Regions from separate parts of the Mus musculus genome. Here region 2 is linked to region 1. Evidence: chromatin contacts called from public Hi-C data. All regions are on one chromosome and are shown on one strand. Each heading gives the region's core, a stretch centred on a gene start, on an enhancer-like site or on the middle of the called end of the contact. The rest is flanking DNA. Distances are from core to core; before and after follow the strand shown.

Region 1 (4,857 bases), core at 1,638-4,137:
GAAGCTTAGATGTTTTCACTGATCTGGCTTTATCCCAACTCCCTACAGCTCAGTCTCCTCATTCTGCAGACACCAAGGACTCTCTGCATCCAGTTCTCTTTGGTTGATCCCAGGCTTTTGTAGACACTTGCATGAGGCTTCCTGCTAAGCTCATCTCTGGGATACACAGGGAGGCAAGCAAAGTCTTTCCTAGGAGCAGTTTCTCTATGAGGGATGAATATCAGCCTATGACGCCTGGCATGGACCAATTCAAGCTAACATACTCTGATTCTTGCTCATCTATCAAGTCTCTCCTTCCTACATATTCATCCAGCACATTCCTCAACTCATGATGATTTTCTTTCTGGGAGCTATATGCTGTGTGTCTTCTCTTTCCCCTCTAGGAAACTAAGGTGGGAACAGGCCCTGGATTTAATTCTTGCTCCTGGGAACTCAAGAGAAGGTTTTAGGAACAAATGCTTTCAGAGGCTCCCAGGTACTTAGGCTTTTCCTCTAGCCACCACCAATGTGAGTGACCTGTGACCTGTGACATATGGGCAAGTGAGGAAATGGGGGCAGGTGGGGGGGCAGCAGGGGGATGTCTAGGCAATTTGTCAAACATATCATCCCATCTCTACAGGGAAAGAATAGTGTTTTCTGTGGGTGAAAGATTAGCTGGTGGGCTTTTCCACATCCTGGGCTGGAGTCTGAGGGGCTGGATACCTTAGAGCCCCCCAGAGACCTGCCTTTAGGGAACACAAAAGCCAAGGGAACTGAAGAGAAAAGGATCTGGCTTTGTGCTCTGGCCTCTGCTCAAAGATCAACAAGACCCTGAGTGGGAATTGGAGGTCCGGGAGCTCAGAGAATCTCAGCGTCGCAATTGGAGCTGTGGCTATTGTCAAAGATAGGAATCACACGAGCTCGAGTTTGCTATTCATTCCGGGGGTGGCTAGATGACTCTGCAGACCCCTCCAGCCAGATGTCTCCATGGTGAACAATGCTAACAAAGGGGAGACCCATGAGCTCAGCAGGAAAGTTCCCGAACTTGAGCCCTTTCTCAGGCTGACAGAAGGGATGTGCTGTTTGTCTGTCCCAGTGCTGAGACTCTGGTTTCAATGGTTCTCCGCTTTCTTTTCTTCTTCTCCAGTTTAAATGGGCAAGTATCTCCACTTTGCAACTTACTCTACATCTGTTCGATAACTTTACTCTGGAGTTCATTATCTTTCGGCCAAGTCAACCCATTCAAAGCTCTCTCGGGGGAATTCTCCTGCTTTACAGTTATTGCTGCCTGCCCCATGTGAAGTTCCCTATGTCACAGAGCACAAGTGGGCCTCTGTATCCATGGCCTGCTATGCTCAGATCCAACCAACCATGGATCAAAAATAACCGAGAACAAAGCCACACCAGCAGACACACCTGCATGCTATGCTTGTCAATATTTCTTAGACCTGTCCTTATTGAGTTTGCATTTCATTCATTATCACGTCCTCTAGCAATGATTTAAAGTATATGAGAAGATATTGGTGGGCTACATGAAGATGTGATGTCATTTGTTACAAAGGACTTCAGTGCCCTTAGTTCGGGTGTCCCACAGAGGTACTAAAGCCACATACACACACCCAGATACTAAGAGTGACTGTTCCGTAAGCATCTGACTATGAGGGACAGGCAGGACACTATAGGAGTCTTCACCTGGGAAGCCTGCATTCTGATTGGTTGGTCTTCACCTGAATAACTCACCTGGAAGATGATAACAAAGGCCAGACGGGCAGACAAAACAGACCAGTACTGCTTGGAAAACTCATAAGGGTTTGGTGCCCATGGTGGTTCTCGATAATCTTTGAACCTGCCCAAAGAAAGATAGGGTGTTCAGACTGAGTGGTGACAGAGATCGGGGAGATGGCTCAGCTGGTCAGCATTTGTTGCACAAGCATGAAGGTCTGAGTTTGACTTTACAAAGGTGGAGTGGTGGCATGTGATTGTCATCCCAGCAGTGGAAAGGCAGAGACAGGCAGAATCCTGGGACATGTTGGTCAACTAGCATAGCCTAAAAACTAAAACCATCTCTAAAAACTAAGATGCATACCTCCTGAGGTACAGCTGAGGTTGGCTTCTGACCTCCATATTCATGTGCACACATGTACATACACATATACACACTCAGCTACATACACATACATATACCTACGCACACACATGAACATAAACTAAATAGTTAAAATTAGGATGTAGATAAGTAGTAGATTGGGTATAGACTGAAGGGAAGCAGATACTTCTGTGGATAAAATCTCAAGATCTGAGCAACAGTTGAGCTCTTGGCTGTGAAACTTGAGAAATAGATAGTGGAAATCCACAGTCCAACCAACAATTGTCTATGGAATAAAAAAAGAAAATCAAAGCCCACAAAAGTCAATCTACAGATGTAGTTTTCCTGTTCTCTCTCTCCAACACCTCCTAAAGCTTCCTCTAGGGCCAGGATGTAATTCTCGGGAGAGTCCACAGAAGGAGAGGTGACCTAGGTCCATGTGGCCTTCGTGGCTCCCATTGTCTGGTAGAGGCTCCCAGATGACCCATCTGGTGCTATGCAGCAGTTTTTGGATCCCTGGTAGACACTGGCACTAGCAGGTCACCTCAGGGTCCTCTTCAGGCAACAGCTTTGAGGGTAGCCAGGATTTCCAGCTGCACCACTGAAACCAAGGGAAAGCCAGTGCAGCCCAAGCAGAAAGAAGGTTGAATGAATGGCGGGTAGGGTCATAAACAACCACACTTGGTCAACAGACTTTCTCCTTAGTCATGTTTGTGACTTATCTGTACTTATCTGGTGTGAGCTTCCAGTTCCTTCTCAGGCACACAGAGAAAAGGCATGTTTTGTTTTCTGTTACTGACTTTTCACCCCTATTCTGCGATGACTCATGCCCCAGAGAACTCATTTTCTAATCCTGGAAAAATAACAAGGGTTCATAGCAGCACTGTGACCATCTCAGACCCACTCTTTCAATGGAATTACAGGTCCAATGGCAACCCTTAGGGTGGAGAAAGAGTTGGGATGGTATCAGACTACCCAGTAGTAGTAGTAGTAGTAGTAGTAGTAGTAGTAGTAGTAGTAGTGTGTGTGTGTGTGTTTGTCTCTGTCTGCTAAGGAAGGCACAGTAAGAGACTCTGACCAGGGAGAGTCATACGCAGAACATGACACATAGCATATATATAGCCCTGGGCAAAAGAGAAGACTTTTCTGTATGTTTGTCTTTTAATCTTCTCAAAACACTCAAGCAGGTATCCCATATAGCATGCATGGAAGGAAGCTGGTGGACTCAGAATTCAAGTATATGGCCCAGGAGCAATTCAAGGCCAGTAAGAAGCAGAGGAAAGTGAGGATATAAATCTAACAGAATCCAGGCTCTTCCTCATTATCACAGAGCACCTTATCAACAGCTGAAGTTGAAGGTGGGGTCATAAATGGAGGGTCCTTTCCCTTGTCACAAAGAAACTAATGTTGTAAAAGGTCTGTGTATCAGTACAATGGTTTCCAGTTTCCAAGGAATAGGTACAAAGAGGATAGAACATCTGAGGTAGAAGAAAGAGATGTACACACAAAGAAAATGCTGGAGCAATGGAGTCAGCAAGGGAAAGACATGCTGGAGGACAGACACTCATCTTTCTACTAGGGCTTGGCCAGAAGCCAGGCGCTCCCACCTCACTGCCTGGCTCCCCCACTTCCAACAGCTGATCGCAGCTGTCGCAAGCTTGATATGACATCTGGCTGAAAAGCAGAGCTAACTGCATCCCAGCAGAGCACCACAGAGCGCTGAGGTATTCTTTTAGATCATACGTAGCTGAGGATGAGAACATGGAGCGCTACGCTAGTAGAGAAAGGGAAAGAGACCAGGGAGAAGGGGAAAAAGGATTGGTGGGGGAGGGGGGAGAAACAGAGGAGACAGAGACAGATATGGAGACAGAGCAAGGGGGACAGAAAGCATGTGAATCAAATGAATAGGATAGGATGTCATGGGAATGGAGAAAAGCCTTTTTAGATTTGCCTATTTTTCTGCTGTATGCAAAACAGGGTCTGCTCCTTTCCAATGCTAGAGGAGGGTACACCCTGCTGTTGCTTACGTGTGGGGGGGGGGACCTCCATCCCCAGACATAGCCCAGTCCCTTTGCTACACAGAAAGCCCGTCCCTCCCCTTTCCTAGCACTGGCTGTGACAGGACAGCTGCTCACTGAGCTTCCTCACTCTCTGAGAGTCACTGCACACTGCCCCCCCCCTCCAGCCTGAAAAGAATCCATAAATAATCAAATTCAGCTTCCAACTCGGCTACTAACTTACCACAGTTTTTAGGACTCTTGCTCTGCCCTCCCCTGGTGTCCAAAACATGTTTTGAATCTAACAGGCGCATTCGTCTGATGGAGGGTCTAGGGTGGTGGGAGGGGAGGGGCTTGGCAGAGATCTGTCCAGAGCGATCAACCTGAGAACAGCTCTCTGCAGAGAAGGGAAGGGTGGCTACATGGAGGGAAAGCCATACCCCAGAAATTAGTGGGAAGGGACTTGACACAGTTTACATCTGTCCACATTCCTTCCTAAAGTAACTCTCTGACCTACAGCAATAACAACTTACTTTACACTAATGAGTAGACATATCTATTACTGAAATGAATACAATACAGAATATAAATGTTACTGTATATGATGAGTTGATACATTGCTCTAGCCTACCCTCCATTCCATTCTAGTCTGTCCTGTCCTTCCAAAGGCTGTTTGTGACCCACTGAAGCGATTTCACAATCCACTAATGAACCATGAGTCATCTTTTGAAGAGCGCGGATTCCAGTAAGCTTGTGCCACTGGGTACATAATTGGTTGTTTACATGCCAATGTAA
Region 2 (4,951 bases), core at 118-2,617, 450 kb before region 1:
AGGCAGGTGAATTTCTGAGTTCGAGGCCAGCCTGGTCTACAGAGTGAGTTCCAGGACAACCAAGTCTATACAGAGAAACCCTGTTTCGAAAAACCAAATAAATAAATAAATAAACAACCAAATACAAAAAAATAAAATAAAAATAAAAAATAAAAATAAAAAGATATAGGTAAATAGGCAAGTGAGATGTTATTTTATCATTAATCAGCTTTCTGATACCATAACAAGATACACATGATAATTAACTTACAAAGACAAAGGGCTTCCTGAAGCTCGTGTTTTTAGAGATTCTCACCCCAAATCAGATGTAAGGCAAAGAAGAATCCAGGGATGTGTGACTATATTTGAGGTAAACTTCCCACTGATGTTAGAAGAGCTCCCATTAGATACTCCCTTCCTACTTCAGGTTTCCTCTTCTCAACAGTGTCCTTCTGTGGACCAAGCCCTCACTGGCCTGAACTTCTATTCCTTACAGAGGGACCAGTGAGCAAAAGGCTGACGAGAAGGAAACAGGGATCAATGGGATAAGATTAAATCTGAGGCTAGCAAGGACAGGTTCAGACCTAGGCCTGGAACCAGCCAACCTCAAAACTTGGAAGGAGGCCACCATTTGTTCTCAAGAGGTGCAAGTAACCTTCAGCTTCCGTGGATTCTGTAGTGAAGGTATGAGAGCTGAGGCCAGCAGTTCATCTTCGTTTTCTCTGACTCTCTATTCTCTCTGGACACCTCCACCATGGGAATTCTTCCCCAGGAGAGTCATGTAGGCTTAATAAAATACTTTTAGTTTTTGATGTATGTGCCATATGTTATGTATGTGTTGTGTTTGTATGTATGGTATGTATGTAAATTGTGGTATATATGTGTGTTGTATTGCATTATGTATGTGATACACTATGTGGTGTGGTATGTGTGTATGAGTATCTGTATGTATATGAGTCTGTGTGTGTGTGTGTATGTATATGAGTCTGTGTGTGTGTGTGTGTGTGTGTGAGTATGTATGAGTGTGTATGTGTTTTGTGTATGGCTGTGTTTGTTTTTGTGTATTTGTGTATAAGTGTGTACATATGAGTGTGTGTGTGTGAGTGTGTGTGTTGTGTGTGTATGTTTGTGTGTGTGGTTATTATTTGGCCCTAGTGATTTGGCCTGCAGAGAATATGGTTTTAGAGAGAGCTTAGTGTTAAATAGCCAAAAGGGCCCAGTCACAAGGGCCTCTTTGACTCACAGGAGCATGACATGAGAATGACCCCTTCATTTCGCTTGCTCTGTTAAGGGCATATTTGTCAGTGAGACCATGAGTCAGAGGACAGGGTCTCTCCTAAACTAAAAATAGAGCCACAGGGACAAAGAAAGCAAGGGAGAGGCTGTGGTTTGACCTTTCCTGCTTGAGAACTTGCGTGTGGCACAGGGTGAGTAAAAGTGGAGTGTGCAGGGAGAGGCACTCCCCTGGCTGCCTGCAGAGGGCATCTTCATGAGTGCCCAGTAGGGAGGCTTGGTGTGTGTGTGTGGGGGGGGAGGGGTGGTGGGGGTCGCTGAGAAGCACAAGCCATCGTGTCTTCCCCTTCCTCTTCACCAGCATAGCCACTGCTTCACAGCCAGGGGGAGCAGAGGGAGATGTCTGCCACCTGTGCATCATAGAGCATGCAGCCCCCCCCCCCCCCAAATTCAGTCTCTGACTTCGGATTCCTTAGAGGCAGCGTATGTTCTATAGTATCCTAAACAGGAACACAGCCCGGAGCAGTGAGGAGACATCACATGACGACCAAGCCATCAAAATGTGACAGAAGTATGTCCTGTGTCATGGAGCACTCCAGGGATATAAGGCCACTCACTATGTGCTGAGTGTAATGATAGACCATGCCCTTTAGTCCCTCTGACATATGGGTCTCAAATGCCACCTTGGCAACTTTCCCCATCGTATGTAGGTAGATGAGCGCCAAGGGCAAGCAGCCTTGCTGGTAAAGTCTAAAGTTTCTGGAGGTCACATGTTCTACCTCTAGCCCAACAGCAAGTGTTTTATGTGTTTCCCACCATATGCTCATCGCAGTAACTTAGAAGTCTCTGGAAATCAGGCCACAGAGGCAGTAGAATAAAAGGAGAAGAATGAAACATTGCCTCTACTCAGTTTTCCACTCACGAGGCTCCTGCTTCACACACACACACACACACACACACACACACACACACACACACACACACACACCTACACCTGCATCTTTCCTTGTGTCTTCCCCTCTCTGCTCACCTGGGAAACCATGCCTGCCTGTCCCTCCTGTTCCACAGCTTTGCACAGGGAGCCCTCCATCTGTGCATCAACCTATGGGACTCTCTCCTCTCCTTCAACTTCCAAATATGTGTCCCCCGAGTTTCTCAGTCTTATTATTCACAAGAGGCTTGTTCTGTTGGCTGCTATTATTTTGTGGGATTCCTTGTCCTATGCACTTTGGGATGTATGAGGGCTTTCTAAGCTTCCCAATTCAAGGTAAATTCAAGGCAAACATCTTACCCTCTCTGAAGCACAGTTCTCTCATCAGAAAGTTGGGGTGAATCATGGCCCCATGGGTTGGTTGGAAGGTGTAAAAGAGTAATGTGACAGTCTTGGTGTAATGGCCAGTACACAGGAACACTGTCTATTGGTATGGTCACGACTGGAGGCTGAGAGCATCATTTGTTTGTCTGCATATGTCTGCCCTCACCACACCAGTAGCTGAATGGGAAACCTGAAGATAGAGATACAATAACAACATGACCTTCAGGCGCAGCTCGCTACTGTCACCAGCACCTGGTTCACACGACATATTTGTGGCCTTGGTCACCATCCTCCAACCTCACCCTGTAAGGATAAGGACCACAGTGCTGACCTGCTTGGCAGAGTATCTTGGGAACCTGCCCATGAGTCAGAACACAAGCTCCCAAGGGGCTCTGAGACCATGTGTTTCATGACCTTCCTGGGGCCTTGTCAAGCCTCACACTCCATAAATCTGAATTTGATGAGGATGGGTAACGATCGCAGATGCTCCCCTCGTGGGGTGGTGCCAGGAGCCCTGCCCAGAGGGGCTGTCAGCGCCTGTGATGAAGTAATCGGAGGTGGACAGCTGAATCTGTCTTGGTAAACAGATGAACTCAGTCAACACCCTCAACAGCGGCCAGCACAGAAGACGACTGGTTCAAGAGGCCTGCATGCCATGGGGCCTGCATGCTCTGGGGTCTTCATGCCATGGGGCCTGCATGCTCTGGGTCCTGCATGCCATGGGGCCTGCATGCTCTGGGTCCTGCATGCCATGGGGCCTTCAAGCTCTGGGTCCTGCATGCCATGGGGCCTGCATGCTCTGAGATCCCTATACTCTGGACCTTCTATGCTCTGGGACCCCCACATTTTGGGCCCTCCATGCTCTGGAGCTGGCACTTTAGGCAGAAGGAAGAAAACCTGTTCAGCCAATGCTCTTCTTACATTATGTGGAACCAAAGCCCAGAGAGGTGCATCAGTGTACCTGAGTCCAAGAAATATCAGGCACAAGACTGAAGCCTCTCAGATCTCTCTCTCTCTCTCTCTCTCTCTCTCTCTCTCTCTCTCTCTCTCTCTCTCTCTCTCTCTCTATCTCTCTCTCTCTCTCTATCTCTCTCTCTCTCTCTCTCCCCCCTCAGGAGCCAGACCAGCAGAATAGGTCTAAGAGATCACAGTCTAGGGTAGAATTCTCTGGAAGCTCCTGAAGAAGAGGGGGACATCTATAGTCACGCTGTGACCATTAGATGTGGGATTAAAAATATATAGCATTTCAATTAATAATTTGAGAACTTCATACATGCATGCAATGTATTTTGGTTATGTTTGCTCCTTCTGGCCCCCCAACTCATCCCAGAGGCACCTCATCCTTTGACACCTTACAACTTCCTGTCCGCGCGCGCGCGCGCGCGCGCGTGTGTGTGTGTGTGTGTGTGTGTGTGTGTGTGTGTGTGTGTTTATGTGTGTGTGTTATTTGTACTGCCCATAAACACGGGCTAAACACTGCAGGGAGGATGTTCAACCTATAAGGATCCACATCATTGTTATAGAAAACCAAGTCTCCTTACTGGAGGCGTCATCAATGATCAATAGCTTCTCAGCTGGGAGTGGGGGGGGGCATGAGCAGCTCCCCTTTCCATGCTGGGGTGCTGACTACTTTGATCTTGTGAGAGCAGCCGCAGCAGCTGGAAGTTCATGAGTGGAGTGATCCTGTCTTGTCCAAAACCCACTGCTTCACTCCGTCCTCCCTAACCTCTGGCTCTTCCGTTCTTTCTGCAGTAGTCTCAGAGCCTTGTTGGGAGGAGTGTCAATACAGATGAATGGATTCCCAGCCTCCAGTGGAACCACAAAACATCCCCGTTGAATGAATCTTAACTGTGAGAATGTTCTGACGGAGTTGGAATGCCTCCAGGCGAGCACACGAGGCATAGCATGCTCGAAACAATTCTGTGGCTCTAAACTGTGCCCTGGGTGGGGAAGAGCCAATGTCACGCCACACTGACTAGAAAGGGAGGGAGGGTGAAGAATCAAACTTCATTCCAAGGCTCTTGGAAGGTGCTCTGTGGTGAGCACAGAGAGGCAGGTCTTCAGGCAAAGAGGGGTGCTATGGTTGGCTGTCTCTTGGATAATTTTACGAAGCCTCAGTCTCCCCATCTGTAAATCAGAATAGTAATCTCTTATTGGAGGGCGTCAGGATTCGATGGTAGAAGGTACTTCTTGGAGCATGGGAACAATGTGAGCCGTTATCTCTCTGAGTGAAGCACAGTACATTCCCAGAGTCCCTGCAACTGATGCTGGGTGGATCCATCACTCCCAGCTTCACTTGTGGAGGGATGCTGTGATTTGTGCAAATCCTGTTGGACTAGACAGTACCTGCATGTCCAGGTGGTATCTGGCCTGCCTACAGCAATCCACTAGACCAGAGTCTGCTCTGCAGATTCTTGGCTGCAC

What was found. A called contact is a pair of places that touch in the nucleus more often than the background predicts.
Region 2: a contact with region 1 is called in a Hi-C map of muscle stem cells, with 5 times the contacts expected there. The contact joins two enhancer-like sites. A contact is called at or near these places in 6 of 484 Hi-C or Micro-C datasets (embryonic stem cells, muscle stem cells, myocytes and 1 more).

The regions. Positions count from the first base shown.
Region 1 is chr6:126,033,816-126,038,672 of GRCm38.p6, reverse strand. It overlaps Ano2 (anoctamin 2), which reads right to left. Exons shown (of 25, transcript NM_001364562.1): 24 at 1,720-1,825. Among named protein-coding and RNA genes, the nearest start is that of Ntf3, 130 kb to the left of the region's middle. Within about 2 kb of position 2,887, at least 43 of the 459 cell types and tissues checked have an H3K27ac peak or open chromatin away from gene starts, as enhancers often do. A contact at or near this core is called in muscle stem cells, where this site is marked.
Region 2 is chr6:126,481,492-126,486,442 of GRCm38.p6, reverse strand. Gm38899 (a long non-coding RNA gene) reads left to right here. Exons shown (of 5, transcript XR_869437.2): 5 at 1-174. Among named protein-coding and RNA genes, the nearest start is that of Gm38899, 31 kb to the left of the region's middle. Within about 2 kb of position 1,367, at least 26 of the 459 cell types and tissues checked have an H3K27ac peak or open chromatin away from gene starts, as enhancers often do. A contact at or near this core is called in muscle stem cells, where this site is marked.